Linked DNA regions of Mus musculus: region 1 is linked to region 2. A link is a contact called in public Hi-C data. All regions are on one chromosome and are shown on one strand. Each heading gives the region's core, a stretch centred on a gene start, on an enhancer-like site or on the middle of the called end of the contact. The rest is flanking DNA. Distances are from core to core; before and after follow the strand shown. Region 1 has its middle 110 kb from the start of Lrig1. Region 2 has its middle 28 kb from the start of Lrig1.

Region 1 (7,683 bases), core at 3,421-5,920, 84 kb before region 2:
TACAGGTTTGGTATGACTATATTGTAAAGTGTTCCCAGATCACTGCTTCTCCTCAAACCCCATTTTTTCCTTTCTATATATGTGGTACCAGCTGCTTGAAGGGCTCCTGGAATGTGGGAACAAAGCACTGGCGGGGAGGGGGGAAGGGGGCTCCCACACACCTGTTGACCATCCTACTGGCTGTTTCTGCCCCAACAGGTTTTGTTTACCTTAAGATTAAAGTCGGGCTCCAGAGGACGTGCAGTCGTTGCTTTATGGGGACAGCAACACCAGAGCCAAGACATCAGTGGGCTCTGTCACCTTTGAAAATGATTTTTTATGGGTTTTCTTTTTTATTGGTGGGAAACTTGATAACATGGCAGCGCCTGAGATCCTCCCTCCCCACCCTCAAACTGAAGTAAGCTGTTTAAAGTGGAGTAAAACAGCAAGGTCAGAAGCATAGGGGTTCCAAAGATGAAGAAGAAAGAGGAGACTGGGGAACTGGCTTCATAAACTTGAAGACCTGAATTTAGATTCCTCAACACTCCTGTGCATTGCCTCTCATCCCAGAGCTGGGGAGGCAGACAGGACGATGACGAGGAGGTGCTGCAAAGAGCCAGTCTAGCTAAAGAGAAGAACTCCAGTTTTGCTTTCTCAAAAACTGAGGTGGAGACTGACAGAAGAAGACAGCTGCTGTGGACCTCTGGCCTCTGCACGCATATCCTTACACTTGTGAAGCACACTGAGTCAGGGGATGAGGAAGAGGAAGAGGATCAGAGGAGGAAGAGGAGGGGGAAGAGGAGGAGGAAGGGGAGAAGGAAGAGGAGGAAGAAGAGGAGGAGGAAGGGGAGAAGGAAGAGGAGGAAAAAGAGGAAGAGGAAGGGGAGAAGGAAGAGGAGGGGGAAGAGGAAGAGAATCAGAGGAGGAAGAGGAGGGGGAAGAGGAGGAGGAAGGGGAGAAGGAAGAGGAGGAAGAAGAGGAAGAGAATCAGAGGAGGAAGAGGAGGAGGAGGGGGGAGAAAGAAGGGAAGGAGGGGGGAGGAGGAATAGGGAGAGGATAGAAAGAGGAAGAAGAGGGGGAAGAAGAGGGCGAGAGGAGGAGAAAGAAAAAAAAGAAGAGAGAAGGGTTCCGTGAACTCTTGAATCTACAGATCTACTTGAATTATTACAGTAAGGGCAGTAGAGCACAGCAGAATTTACCAAGGCAATCTACCTAATACTGACTGAATCATATTAGAAAACCCTAAGGGTCAAAAATGTACTGACCAATCATCTGCTCTAGACTGTGTGCTATCATTAACCAATCCGTGGTCCTCCACTGGGCCCCAGAAAGCTTAACACAGACCAGAGAAGAGCCTGAATACCTCTCTGGTCCTCCAAGAGCATAAAGCCTTCATTTCCATTCGCTGCTTTTCCAGCCAATCAAATCTTCACCCAGTTGGGGGCAGGGTGACCTCGGAACTTATTTCTCAGAGGCAACTTACTTTTTGTATAATCTCTTCCACCAAAATTTACTTCCTCTTTCTCTTGGTAATATTTCAAAACAAAATTAAGGTAATTCAGAAGATTGATTCCTTACAGCAAGAAACGCACAATCAGATAAAATGAAATTGTCCAATTTTCCCCAATCTGAACTTAGTGACTCGAGTCCCTGAAGAATAGACTGCAAGGAGATAAGGTCCAGATAGCCATGGTGAAAGCTGAGATGAAAATCAGCAAATGATTTTTCCGCAATGGAAAGATTTTCCATCAGATTTCACTTGACCTTGAACACCGTGTCAGCAATGAATAATTAATGCTGTTTATTACAGTAATGCTCCATTTAAGGGGCATTACCAGGGAATTAGATGCCTTAAATGACCGAATTGGCTAGATACTAAGATTTGTTCCCTTTAAACACACACACATCCTCTCTCTCTCTCTCTCTCTCTCTCTCTCTCTCTCTCTCACACACACACACACACACACACACACACACACACACACACACATGCATCCACACTCACATAAACATATTCACATACGTTCACACATACACACCACACACTCACACTTACACACACATACACTCCACTTTATCATAACATTTCTTGTGTTTATTTTCTAAAACACACGGCAACGTTTTATGACTTGTTGACATTCACTGACACATAAACACTTGTTCATTCAACAAATACTTATCAGAAATCTAACATGCAGGCACTCAGCCTGGCGTAAGTGCTTACAAAGACGAAGAGTCAGAGACCTGCCCTTGCCTAACCAGCGTGCTGGTGAAGAGGGGGTAATTAAGAGGAAACTGTGGAAACTAATGTGAGAGCCAGGGCATGACAAGTGCAGGCTGCTGTGGCTATAGTGAATGGAGTGCCAGAACAGTAGAGAGAGAGGTTGGCTGTGCCCTTCAGGACACAGTCCTCCCACTGAGCCCTTCTGATTGCTGTGACTTGGTTCTCACTATCAGTCTTAGTAATTGATGTGTCTCTGGAATTCAGATACCGTTTCTACTTGGTGTAGAATGTTGCTGATAGCGTTCTGCTACCTGATAATATATATAAAGTGATTAAAGGTGTTAAATACATAGTATGATAGTCATTGCCACATAACCAATGAACTCAAAATATATCCGCTTCAGGGACTAGAGGTGTAGTACATTTGGGCAGAGAGCTTGCCTAGCATGCATGAGCCTGAGGTCTGATCCTCAAAACTATTTAAATGTGCATGCGTACATAGCACTTATGGGGGTGCCTACCTATATTCTCAGCACTCAGGAGGTGAGTGGAAGCAAGAGAATCTGGAACTCGGGGTCACATAACAAGTTTGAAGCCAGCCTGATGCTTGAACTGCCTGAGACCCTGCTTCAAAAATCAAATTGTCTGTGTTTTTATATAAAGTATTCTCAAAAGTGGGGAATCACAATGTTTTAGACATTAATTTTGAGAGAGGAGGGTTTTGTCGTTATTGTTTGGGGGGGTTAGATGGGGTTTTTGTGTGTTTAGTTTTGTTTGTTTGGTTGGTTGGTTGGTTGGTTATTCATTTGGAGATAGGATCACACTATGGAACCCGGGCTAACCACAAGCTACCAGTCCTCCTACTCCATTCTTTTGAGGTCTGGGACAATAGCTATCCACCACCAACCCAAGCAAGATTAAGATTTTAGGGCTTAGAGGATGTCACAACAAGGTCAAAGTCTGAGGACCTGAGTGTGAATCCACACGATAGAAGAAAAGTACACACACATGCACACACACACATGCACACACACACACACACACACACACACACATGCACACACGATAAATAAATGGTTTTAAATAAATCAAGATTTTAATGTGTTATGTTGAGATCATTTCAAACCTTCAAAAAAATGTCTTCATACACAGTGGCCCTTGGATTCCCTTCACCCAGCTCCTTCATCTTTCCCTTAGGGCTCTCTTAAACACACAGCCATATATTTTCCCCTGAACCATGGAAGCATAGCTGGCAAGCATAAAATCAATTAATTTCCCTTTCCACTGTGTGCCTTCTGGAGCTCTCCTAAGCAGCCACCATATAGCCTTAAAGCATTGTGGAAGTCGGGCCAGAATCCAGAAACCTCCTTTTGCATTTCCAGTTTATCCCAGTGATGACCCTGCATGCCTCAGGTCAAGTCCCAGCCTCACCCTGTCTGTCCTGCTTCCTTCACCTGCCCGGTTCCTAGCCTCCCACTTGCCTCTGGACTGGACTGTTCATGAAAAATGCAGCTCAATACTTGGCTGCACAGCCCTCCATCCGGGTTTATTTACTAGTTCCTGGGAGTTGGAGTTCTGCTCTGTCTTGGGTAAAAACCTCATGGAATAGACATGTTTTTCTCAGTGTGTCCTGACAGCAGGAACCCAAGGTATGTCTGCAGGTGGGGGCTACCAGGTTTCTCCACCTCATCTGTAATTATTCTATACTCAGTAATTAAATGGTGTTTACTGAGTGGTCTGTGGGGATAAACATAGAGGCTTTGGAGTGTCCTGATCCTCATCAATTTTTACCTACCTGTCCTAGCTTCCACAGATGATCCTTGCCCAAATCGATTTTTTCTATAATTTCCTTTAAGTATATAGTTTTTTGAGATAGGATCTTGTGTACTCCAGGCTGACCTAAACTTGCTACATTATCAAGAATGACCGCTGGGCGTGGTGATACACGCCTTTAATCCCAGCACTTGGGAGGCAGACGCAGGCGGATTTCTGAGTTCGATGTCAGCCTGGTCTACAAAAAGTGAGTTCCAGGACAGCCAGGGCTATACAGAAAAACCCTGTCTCGAAAAACAAAACAAACAAACAAAAAAAAAATGACTACGTCCTCCTGCCTCTGCCTTTCGTATGCTGAGGTTACCAGTGTGTATTGCCATGCTGTTAAAAGTTTTTAAAGGAAGGCTTGACTATCCATAGTTCCAGAGGAATAGTTTTTAGATTGTCACCCTCTGCCAACATACTCCTGCAGCCTTCAGAGAATCAGCTCCTAGCAGAGCCTCTAGGTGCTGGTGAGCTCCCTTATGAAGAAGGTTTATGGGTTGCACGGTAGTCTTGGCCACACTTGCCCCGTTCCCCGCCCCCCAGGTGCCTTTTTTTCTCTCATACTAAAGAAAGGGCCACCTCTAACTCCTGAATCTGACTATGGTACATTGCCCTAGAGGGGAAAATCCTTATCTCCAAACAAAGGAATGATTCAAAGTCCGCCTGTCCACTGTTGGGAAAGTGGATGGCTCTAATGACTGAGTTACAAATCCCTCTGTAAGGCAATTCATTCTCAATTCTCTGCTGTCAACGAAACTGAAGGCAGAGCTGATGGAGTTGTCAGCTGCTAGAGCATTAGAAATCATTTCTGATGATAGATGAGCATATGATTTTTTTGGTAAATAACTCAGAACTGTTTAAAGAACTGAGCAGTGTTGCCATGACGAAACTCTGTCCATCCCACCTGCTTACGTGAACAAGGACCTTTAGTCCTTTGAGCTGCAATTGAAAATGGTATACAGGGTGGGGGATGGGGGTAGAAAAGAGGAAGATAGCAGGGAAGGAGGAAGGGAGGGAGGGAAGGGAGCAGGGAGGGAGGATAGGAGATGGGGGAGGAAGAAGGGAAGCAGGAAGGGAAGGAGGGAAGAAGGACTCTGATCAATTGATAGTGAACCTTATCGCATTTGGGCAGCAAAAACTGGGAGCTGAAACACCCCTGAACATTTAGCAGTCAGGCAGGGACGCCATATTTAGCTCACCTGAGGTCCAGATCCAGATCCTGTCTCAGAAAACCAAAGCAGAGAAAGAGGAGGGGTGGGACAGAGTCAGGCTGACGCCTCTGTCTCATCAATGTGTGTGCTTTCAGTAACTTTTACTTTCCATCTTCCCTAATCATTCAGCAAAATTAAAAATAAGCCAGGTGCTGGTGACACGTGCCCTTAATTCCCGCATTCTAGAAGCAGAGGTGGCAGATCTCGGAGTTCAAGGCAAACCTGATCTTCAGAGCGAGTTCCAGGACGGCTGGCGCTACATAGAGAAACCCTGCCTCAAAAACTTAAGGGGAAAAAAAAGAGCGTGTTCTTCTGTTCCAGGCATTTAAATAAAAACAGTAACAACCATGATAGCAACATGGAAATTATGTTTGTTTCACCTAGAATGTCAAAGTCATAGAGTATGGAGTCAAGATTTAAATTTGAGCTTAAATTATATCTTTCAACACAAAGCCAAAGCAAAGTACAGGGGGGTGGGGGATACCACCAAGAGTAACTTTCATTCTGTTGTTTATTGTTGTCTTCAGTTTTTCATGGGCTTGCAGAATGGGCATCAATTTTATCATCTCAAGCAGGGTTTACATTTTTTAAAAAAGAAGCTGAGCAGTGTTGATGCATATGCCTTCATTTATTTATTTTTTAACAGTCAACTGAACACTTAAACCCAGCACTCAGAGGTGGATCTCTGAGTTCAAGGCCAGTCTGGTCTGCAGAGTGAGTTCCAGGACAGCCAAGATTACACAGAGAAACCCTGTCTCAAAAAAAAAAGAAGAAAAATTGATTCCAACTTTGATACTTTAGTTCCTAGGAAAAGCAGATTTCGTGGCTGTTAGCAGGACATCAGGAGTGCCCCAAGACTTGTGTATCTCCCTGGTTCCCATAGTCTGTAGACAGCAGTTACCTAAAGGTATGCCTTTGGGCTAAAATGTCTCTCTCTCTCTCTCTCTCTCTCTCTCTCTCTCTCTCACACACACACACACACACACACACACACACACACACACGGATATTCTAGCATACACACACACACACACACACACACACACACACACACACACACACACGGATATTCTAGCATACTCCCTGGAGAGCCTTACTTCCTCTCCTTTATCCTGAATAATTTAAATGGAGCCGAAGGAAGCTATTCTTTTCCACAAGGTTGGTATCAAAGGGTCAGAGGAGCTGTGTGGTAAGTTACTCTTTTATCAGTGTTATCGTGATTAAGTGTCCCTCTTACATTATTAATTCATTCAACACTTCAGTCTGAGTGCCTGTCAGACACTCTGTTAGTTAGTCACTCTCATGGAGGCGGGATTTAGTCTTGTGTGCAGCTGCTTAGCCACTCAGTAATTAGTTGCTGCTGCAAGATTTACCTGCTGTGTAGCAGAGGGGATTCGAAGCTGTGTAAATAAGGTAGGAAACCAGCCAACCACAGTCCTTGCCCTCAAAGAGTCTATGGTCTAGTGAGAGAGAAACAGGCACAAATAAATTCAGATAATTACAATGTAGCATGTGTCCCATGGAAGCCACACAGGCATTAAAACAGAGACACCACTATATTGATAAGATCTTCAGGGATGGCCTTCAAAGGATGTGACTAAGGGAATAGGAAGAGTCCACCAGGCCTGAAAAGGATGACAAGCTCAACCTGAGGCAGGAAAGATGTAGGGGGCTCTGGAACAAGATGTCCTGTAGGACAGCATTGGGAACGGGGCATCTAGCAGCTTCTTTAGCCAGAGTCACTCACGATTGGCTGCGTTCATCAGAGAGTTTAGGTCTAAGTTTGTAATGTAACAACAGCAACAATAACTTTTCCATAAAAATATTCTGATGATGCTTTCCTTTCCCCTACCGCCCCGATGCCCTGCATCTTTTCAGAAAATAAACAGGCAGACAACAGCAACGAAAATGGAAAAAGAAATAAACACACATATACAAAACAAACCCCGCAAAATCTGAAGCCGTACTACACATGCAAAAGACAAGGAAGACAAACAAAGCAATGTGAGACAAAAAGGCTACACCAATACCAGTGAGCTCATTTTGTGTTGAGCATCGACTGCTAGAGTGGGACCTACCCTTAAATGTGATTAATATACCCAGTGGTATGCCAACGGGGAAAAAAATAACTTTTCCTTTGTTACAATCATAAGTAGTGTCTTGGTTAGGGGTGGGAGGCTGTGTTCACTCCCACTTCTCAGCGGGCCTATGGGCTGTCTTCTGTGATAGAGCCTTGGCAATCAATCTGTGAAGAACAACCAGTCTTCTTGGCAATAGCCTGGTTGTTTGGGGGTTTATGTGGAGCTCCTTTAATTCAATGAAATATCATCAATTTCCTGGCACTGAAGGCCTTGCTGGATGCTAAGAGATGTCCGGTTGAGGTATTGTCTCCCCATTATTTGGTGACCCTATTTAGATCTCTTTCATATATGTACATATTTTAGGAAGCTT
Region 2 (7,429 bases), core at 230-2,729:
ATACCCAGCTGGACAGCAATTCTTTATCAGATAGTTTACAGAGGTTTTCTTTGGTATGGCTAATCATTTTTGCCTAACTGTGTTCTCTCTCTCTCTCTCTCTCTCTCTCTCTCTCTCTCTCTCTCTGTGTGTGTGTGTGTGTGTGTGTGTGTGTGTGTGTGTGTGTGTGTGTTGGGGGTGTATTTTGTTACTGGAAGCACACCCTTGTTTGATTTGGAGTACTGGGCATAAAAAAAAAACAGGTCCCCAGTATCCTAAGCAAGCTCTACCACTGACCTATATCCCCAGCCTTCATCTACACTGTCAACTAAAGTGGCAAAGCTCTGCTTGCAACAAAGTGCAAGCTACATATTTTTTCTTTTAATTTATTGAGCTGTTCATGACCTACTTGGCATTTTCCTTTACATTCAAGGAAGACAATGTACTTTTGACTTAAAAAATATGTAGTAGATATACTTTTATTGACCACCAATGTTGAATAAACCTCATAGAGTGGCCATGTATGTTCTCATCAATTTCTTCAGTGCCAGGTTGAAAATGAATCATCAGAACATTTTACTACCCATGAAGGTCGCTCTCCGAGGAGTGTGTGACCCTCCCATCTGACTTCCCCATGTTCTTGGCTTGGTCCTAAAGCACAAGGAAAACACTTCATTTTAAGCACAAAGTCACACACGTTCCACATGCAGAACCCCACCAGACCACAAATAAGACATCAGAAATAAGAGGCAGTAGAGACTGGTTAATCACTATCCAAAACTCTTGGAAGCAGAAGTGTTTCATATTGCAGATAATTTAAAGATCTTTAGTACTTCCATAATGAGCTATCTTGGGTTGGGGGGACCCAAGTCTAAACTTAAGTTCATTTCTGTTGGGGCAAATGACCCAAAGGTAATTTAATATAGCTTTTTCAGTGTGCCTGCAGGTTGAACTAACATGAGGTCAGGTATGGAATTTTCCGCATGCGGCATCCTGTTGGCACTTAAAAGTTTTAGACATTGGCACACTCAGATGTTTGAACTGGAGGAGCTTGCTTTAGATTTGTGGGTCGGTGTTGGAGTTCCCGCCACTTACTAGCAAGGAGACCTTGGGTAAGTATTTAGTGTGCCTAAATCTGGACTGGAATAAATGAAAGGCCAGCCTGGACAACTTAGTGAGTCCTTATCTCAAATTTTAATTTGTTTAAAAAAAGGAATGGAGTTGGGGAGATGGTTCAGTCATAAAGCACTTCCTGCATAAGCTTGAGGACTTGAGACTGGTCCCCAGAACCCTTATAAAAAGCCAGGCATAGAGCATGCCTGCCATCTGAATGCTCGGGAAGAGGAGCGAGGAGGATCCTGGGGGCTCATGGACGAGCCAGTCTCGCTGAATTGGCCAGCTTCCGGTTCCGGGAAATGCCCTGCCTCAGAAAGGCAGATAGAGAGCTGGAAAGAGCTGTACACGCTAAGCCGCCCGTCAGTGCCAAGTGCGTTGTCACGGCCTTTATCATCGCTGTCATTAATATTTAACTAGGACCTGCGGGGGAGGTGTCCGTGTTCAGAAAGTCCTCTTGAATGTAGGTTTTAACGGTTCGTAGGTACACAGATAAGGACTGCTACTCAAGAATGTGGCCCGAGGGCCAGCCCCATTAGGACCATCTGGGAGCTGGTTAGAGTGCACACACTCCCGGAACTAGATTCTGCATTTTAATTTGGTGCCATGGTGAGCTTCTTGTGGGTTGCAGTTGAGAGGCATTAGAATCTTCTAGAATCAGGTGTGGAAGTGAGCATCTCGGTCCATCAGTCTGCCTCCTTAAGCTCTGGCTCCACTAATTCTCACCAGCCTTGCCTTCTTTTCATAGGGACTCTTCCGTGAAGTCCTGCCTTTGGTTTTTGGCTTTCTGTACCCAGGGAGAAGAGTCCCCTCTTATCTGAGAGGCTACAATGATTTATTTAATCAGCTGTTTGATCGGGGCCCTTTATCACGAGGTAGGTTACTGAATCCCTTCAAGAGAAAGGGGTTGATAACAAACAATTAACAAGGACAGGGACAGATAGGTCAGTGCCTAAAAGTGGGAGGGGTGCTTTCTCCTCCCCAGGAGTCAGGCACAAGCTGACAAAATTCACTCTGAAGCTCCAAAGCGCTGTTACTCTTTCAAGTCCACACCTGTTTAAACGGCTTAAATACAAACCATGGCCTCTCAGATGGGTGTTTGTGGATTGCAGGCTTTTCTCAAAGTCACAGCCTTTTTGAAGCCATTGCTCCCAGGATCAAACACAGCATGGGAAAGATTAGGTCTCACTCTAGTGTGTAGCCCATCTGTTCCTAAATCCTTGGAAGCAAAACAAATGCGTGTTCTCTCTCTCTCTCTCTCTCTCTCTCTCTCTCTCTCTCTCCCTCCCTCCCTCCCTCCCTCCCTCCCTCCCTCCCCCCCCTCTCTCTCCATCTCCCTCTCTCCTTCTCCATCTCCCTCCCCCTCCCTCCCACTCACTCATTCACTCAATGTAGAGCCCTAAGAAAAAGTGTGGGGAAAGTCACACCAGAAATCACACATCCAGGGTCCCATTGTGCTGCAGTAGACATTGAAATCTTTACCAAGAACTTTCAAGATTCTGGGTGGAAGACAGAGGCTGGGGGCTAACGAATGAGATCCACAGGCAGCAGAGGATAGTCTCCCACAATGTTTACTTTTCATTCTCCTTGGGCCTGGCAAGATGGCTAAGTTCAGTTCCAGGACCCACATGGTAAGAGGAGAGAGCCAACTTCCACAAGTTGTGTTCTGACACAAGCATGTACCCGTGCATACACACACACACACACACACACACACACACACGAACACATGCATGTTAAAGCAAGCAAACAACAATAACAAACAACCTATGACTCTTATGAGGCAAACTTGAGTTAAGAGGAGAGAAAAAGCCGAGCAGTGGTGGCTTTAATCCTAGCATTTGGGAGACAGAGGCAAGCAGGCGGATTTCCGAGTTTGAGGCCAGCCTGGTCTACAAAAGTGAGTTCCAGGACAGCCAGGGCTACACAGAGAAACCCTGTCTCGACAACCCCCCACCCCTACCCCCACCCCCCAAAAAAAGAGGAGAGAAAAAGTAGCAGCAGAGAACATAGTTTTTAAACACTGAGATGTAGATCTGGGAGTGTGGCTCGGACAGTGGAGTGTTTGCCTCGTCTGCACAAAGCCCTGGCTTTGCTCCCTACACCACTGTAACTGGGTATGGTTGTTCACACCTATGGTACCAGTTCCTGGGAGATGGAGACAGGATGGTCAGGAGTACAAGGGTCACTTCTGGTACATAGTTCAAAGCCAGCCTGAGCTACATAAGAACCTGGAGAGAGAGAGAGAGAGAGAGAGAGAGAGAGAGAGAGAGAGAGAGGGCATTCCAATTGTGTTTGCCAGTATGTGTATATGAGCAACAGCAGCAGCAGAACCCCTGGAAGTGGAGTTACCACTTGGTTGTTAAGCACCATGTGGAGACTTGGAACCAAACTCAGTCCTCTGCAAGATCAGGGAGTGTTCTTAACCACTGAGCAGCCTGTCCAGCCTGACTCAGTCATTTTTCTTCTACTGACAAGGCTGCTGACTGGTGTTCACAGTCTGATATTCTGTCACTCCCATGCTGTTTCTCTGCCTTCTCCTGTGTCTGTCTTTTCAGGACAGAATTTCACTCAGTAGCTCCAGGCTTGCCTAGCCCTAAGTAGTTCAGGTTAGCCTTGAACTTACACCAATCTTTCTGTCTCAGCCCTCGGCCATTTGTGATTCTCATCGTCAGTGGAGAACTTAGATCTTGCAGCTCTGAACTCATCCACGAATGTTTCTCCACTATGACATTGCCCCTGTATCACAATGTGTATCTATCCTGCCCTGCCCCCAACACCCTGTCATCTCTCCTTCCAGAAATCCATGTGCATTATGTCAGGAGGCATAAATGAAATTGAACTACCTTGAAAATATTGAAACATTCAGATTTAGACTTCTTCCTGGCACAGATGTTCAATCGGAAACAACTTCATGGCCAGTACCTAGGTATAGGTCAAGCCTCCTGCTCGTATCAGTCAGCTTCCCTGGTACTTCTTTTTATCTGGGGGGAAGGAGGAGGGAGGGTTGGTTGTTTTTTTCTCTCTTTTATAAAATAGGAAGTTTGCTAACAATCATTACAGTATCCTCGGCCTTTTCTCCCTTCACAAAGTTAAGATAAAGTGTATCATTCTATGTGTATACCTCTCTCTCTCTCTCTCTCTCTCTCTCTCTCTCTCTCTCTCTCTCTGTGTGTGTGTGTGTGTGTGGTGTGTTGATATACACATGGCTGTGAGTGCATGTGGAAACCAGTCAACCTGGGGTCATTCCTCAGGAACTGTCCACCCTGGGGGTGTTGTTGTTGTTGTTGTTGTTGTTGTTTTTAGACAAGGCCTCTAAATGGAACCTCAGACTCACTGATTCTCTATACTGGCCAAAGGGCAAACCCCAGGAATCCTCCTGTTTCCACCTCTCCAGCACTGGGATTACAAATTCCAATGCCCACTCCCTACACACCCCTTTTACATAGGTTCTGGGGATTGAACTCACGTCCTCTTGCTTGCAAGAAAAGCACTTTACTATCTGAGCCTTTGTGCCAGCGTCATGTGTGTCATTTCTTAACTGAATGATTAAGGATGAGAGGCCGGTAGCATATTGCCATCGTATAGTTTGTTCAGCTAGGCTTTGGGGATGAGGAGCACTTTTTAAAGGTTAAGGAACTGGGAACTTCCTCCTTCTGTTTTTTTTTTTTTTTTTTTTTTCTACCTTCTCAACTGTGATTTGTCCTCAGTGATTTCAGATCACTTCAGCTCCCAGGGCTGTCCCAGTGCCAGGAAGCACATCCCAACATCGAGGCTAATCCTCCCAGCTGCAGCTAACTTCTCAGCAGCAACAGTGGCCACTCCCTGATAGGCGCTACTAAGAACTTCCTGCTGCCATGTGTTCGTTAATGTCTGTGCCTTCTTTGTGACATAGCATATTCACAAATTTCACAACAAAAATTCATAGAAAACCGCATCTAATCTCAGCAAGTTAGGTATTGTCATTCCTATAAAAATATCACATATATTCTGAGATTATATATTTTCTAAAATATATATTTGACTACTGTGCTTTATTTTATGTTCGTGTTTGACCTCCATGTATGTCTGCACACCATGCGTATGCCTGGTGCCTGTGGAGGCCACAACTGAACCACTATGTGTAGTACTGGGAATCAAACCTGGTCCTCTGGAAGAGCACTGGTGCTTTTAACCACTGAGTCATCTCTCCAGCCCCCCTGAGATTCTTTCTTAGTGAGAAAGAAAATGTCATCTTTTGAGCAGCCTAGATTTCTCTGGAACTAGATTATACCCACCAGTGTCCAAATGATGGCAACATTCTCTGTGAAACGTGTCAGGGTGAAAAAATAAAGTTTGGGATGTCTTGTAGGTGAGCGCTCTTACTTACCACCCATCACTTAACAGGCAAGAAGCAAGCCCAGAGAGGTTAATAACTTAGTCAAATTCTCCAGTCTGCTAGGACCCCAAGACCTGTGTTTCCATGTAACATGAAGGAGATTAGCTCCAAAGGAGACGAAGCTCCTGAAGGGCTGTCTACTGCCAGGCGTTAATTCTGTCTACTGGTGTCCCACGAAGCCATAGGCTGGCTCATGTCTGCTCTGCTTTCCTATTAGTGTAATAAATGGCTCCAAATTTAAGAGCACAGATGCGTCCTCTTAGAATTCTGGAGTGGAGGGGTCTAATCTGAGCCTCTCTGGGCTAATATTACTAGTCAATTAGTGTGATCAAGATAATTGCCCACAGACATGCCTAGAAGCCAATGTCATGGGTAATTCTCTGTTCAGTTGGGTTGGCATGAAACGCCTTCACACCCACTACCATTCCCTCCTCCCCTCTCCCATTAGTTCCCTTGGCTACCCTAAAACTTCACATCTAATTTTATGTACTGATGTATCTATATAAAACTAGGAACTGCGTATGAAAGAAATATACGATATCTGTATTTCTGAGACTGGCTTAATTAACTTGATACAACTATGTCCAGTTGTAGCCATCTTTGTGCAAGTAACAGAACTTTTGTTCTCTTCCATGGCTGAAAACATTGCATTAAGTATGCATATCACCCTTTCCAAATCAACTGGGCTGTTGTTAGACACTTGCATTGGTCCCATAGCTCAGCGAATGTGAACATCGCTGTGATTCACATTGATGAACAAGCATCTCTGTGGTGTGTTCACTTGGAGTTCATTGGGTAAACAGCCAAGAGTGGAACAGCTGAGTTATATGGTGGATCCATTTTCAGTGTTACGAGGAACCTCCAAACTGACTTCCATAGTGGCCAGGCTAATTAGCATTTCTCTGAGCAGTGTCTCAGGGTTCCCTTTGGTCCTTATTCTCATCAGCATCTGCTGTTACTTATTTTCTCAATGATTGCCATCATATCCTTTCTCAGTGATTGCTGGGGTGAGATGAACCCCCCATGTAGTTTATATTTCTCTGATGGCTGGTGAAGTTTACCAATCCTTTTCCTTTTCAGACAGAAGTGAATGGCTCCCTCATATGCACCAGGCACTTTCTCTCTTCTGCACTTTGTCCTCCTTATTTTCTCTGCACGGTGTTTCCTTTTCTGTTCACCTCTGGTTTTATAATTCCTGATGTCTCACAGATTCAGTTTAAATGTCAGTATTGCCTCACATCCTTCTGCATTTCCTCCCTACCCACAGGCTGGAAACAATTTTTCTCCCAGCTTGTCAGGGCCCCCTCTACTCCTTTCATGTTGAGCACATTCTTGCTGCTTATTGCATAGCAAGTGGCACTGAGTTTAGTGCTTTAGTAAGATACCTCATGGGCCAAAATTTTGTCCAGAGCACAGCAAGGATGGCTTGATATGTCCCATGACCTCTGGAGCCTCAGCTGGGTTGTCCTGAGTTTCTCTTACTCCCACTCATCAGCACTTCCAACATATCTGACTGTTGCTTTCTCAGCTTGTGGTGGCCTCTGGTTGGAGATTATTTTATTTGACATGGTAGCCAAGGACTCCAACAGGCCAACATGAAAGCCAGTGCATGGGCCAGGCATAGCCTGACTCTATTGCCCACAGTAGTCACGTACTAGACTGGAAGTAAAGAGGAGTGCAACCACACCTTCTACAGAGTGTTAAAGAATTTGCGGCTCTGGAGATGCCAGGCAAGCCTAAGGACCTGAGTTTGATCCTGAGTGCCCATGTCTAAAAGACAGACGTGAGGTTTACTTTTAGCTTTTTGAGGATTCTCCACACTGATTGCCATAGCAACTGCATCCGTTTACAACCCCACCAACAGTGAGTGAAGGGTCCCTTTCCCCACATCCATTATTGCATTATCTTTTCTTTTTTGGTTCATCTTTGCCACTCTGACTAGGGTAAAGTAAAATCTCA

What was found. Hi-C and Micro-C count contacts between places; a contact is called where the count stands out from the background.
Region 1: a contact with region 2 is called in a Hi-C map of liver, with 2.7 times the contacts expected there. The contact joins two enhancer-like sites. A contact is called at or near these places in 13 of 39 promoter capture datasets (3T3-L1-derived adipocytes, the HPC-7 cell line, cranial neural crest and 8 more), 2 of 484 Hi-C or Micro-C datasets (liver and nephron progenitors), 1 of 115 datasets of contacts at active chromatin or transcription factors (embryonic stem cells) and 1 of 9 other capture datasets (embryonic stem cells).

The regions. Positions count from the first base shown.
Region 1 is chr6:94,810,923-94,818,605 of GRCm38.p6, reverse strand. No RefSeq gene overlaps it. Among named protein-coding and RNA genes, the nearest start is that of Lrig1, 110 kb to the right of the region's middle. Within about 2 kb of position 4,670, at least 13 of the 459 cell types and tissues checked have an H3K27ac peak or open chromatin away from gene starts, as enhancers often do. A contact at or near this core is called in liver, where this site is marked.
Region 2 is chr6:94,724,116-94,731,544 of GRCm38.p6, reverse strand. No RefSeq gene overlaps it. Among named protein-coding and RNA genes, the nearest start is that of Lrig1, 28 kb to the right of the region's middle. Within about 2 kb of position 1,479, at least 53 of the 459 cell types and tissues checked have an H3K27ac peak or open chromatin away from gene starts, as enhancers often do. A contact at or near this core is called in liver, where this site is marked.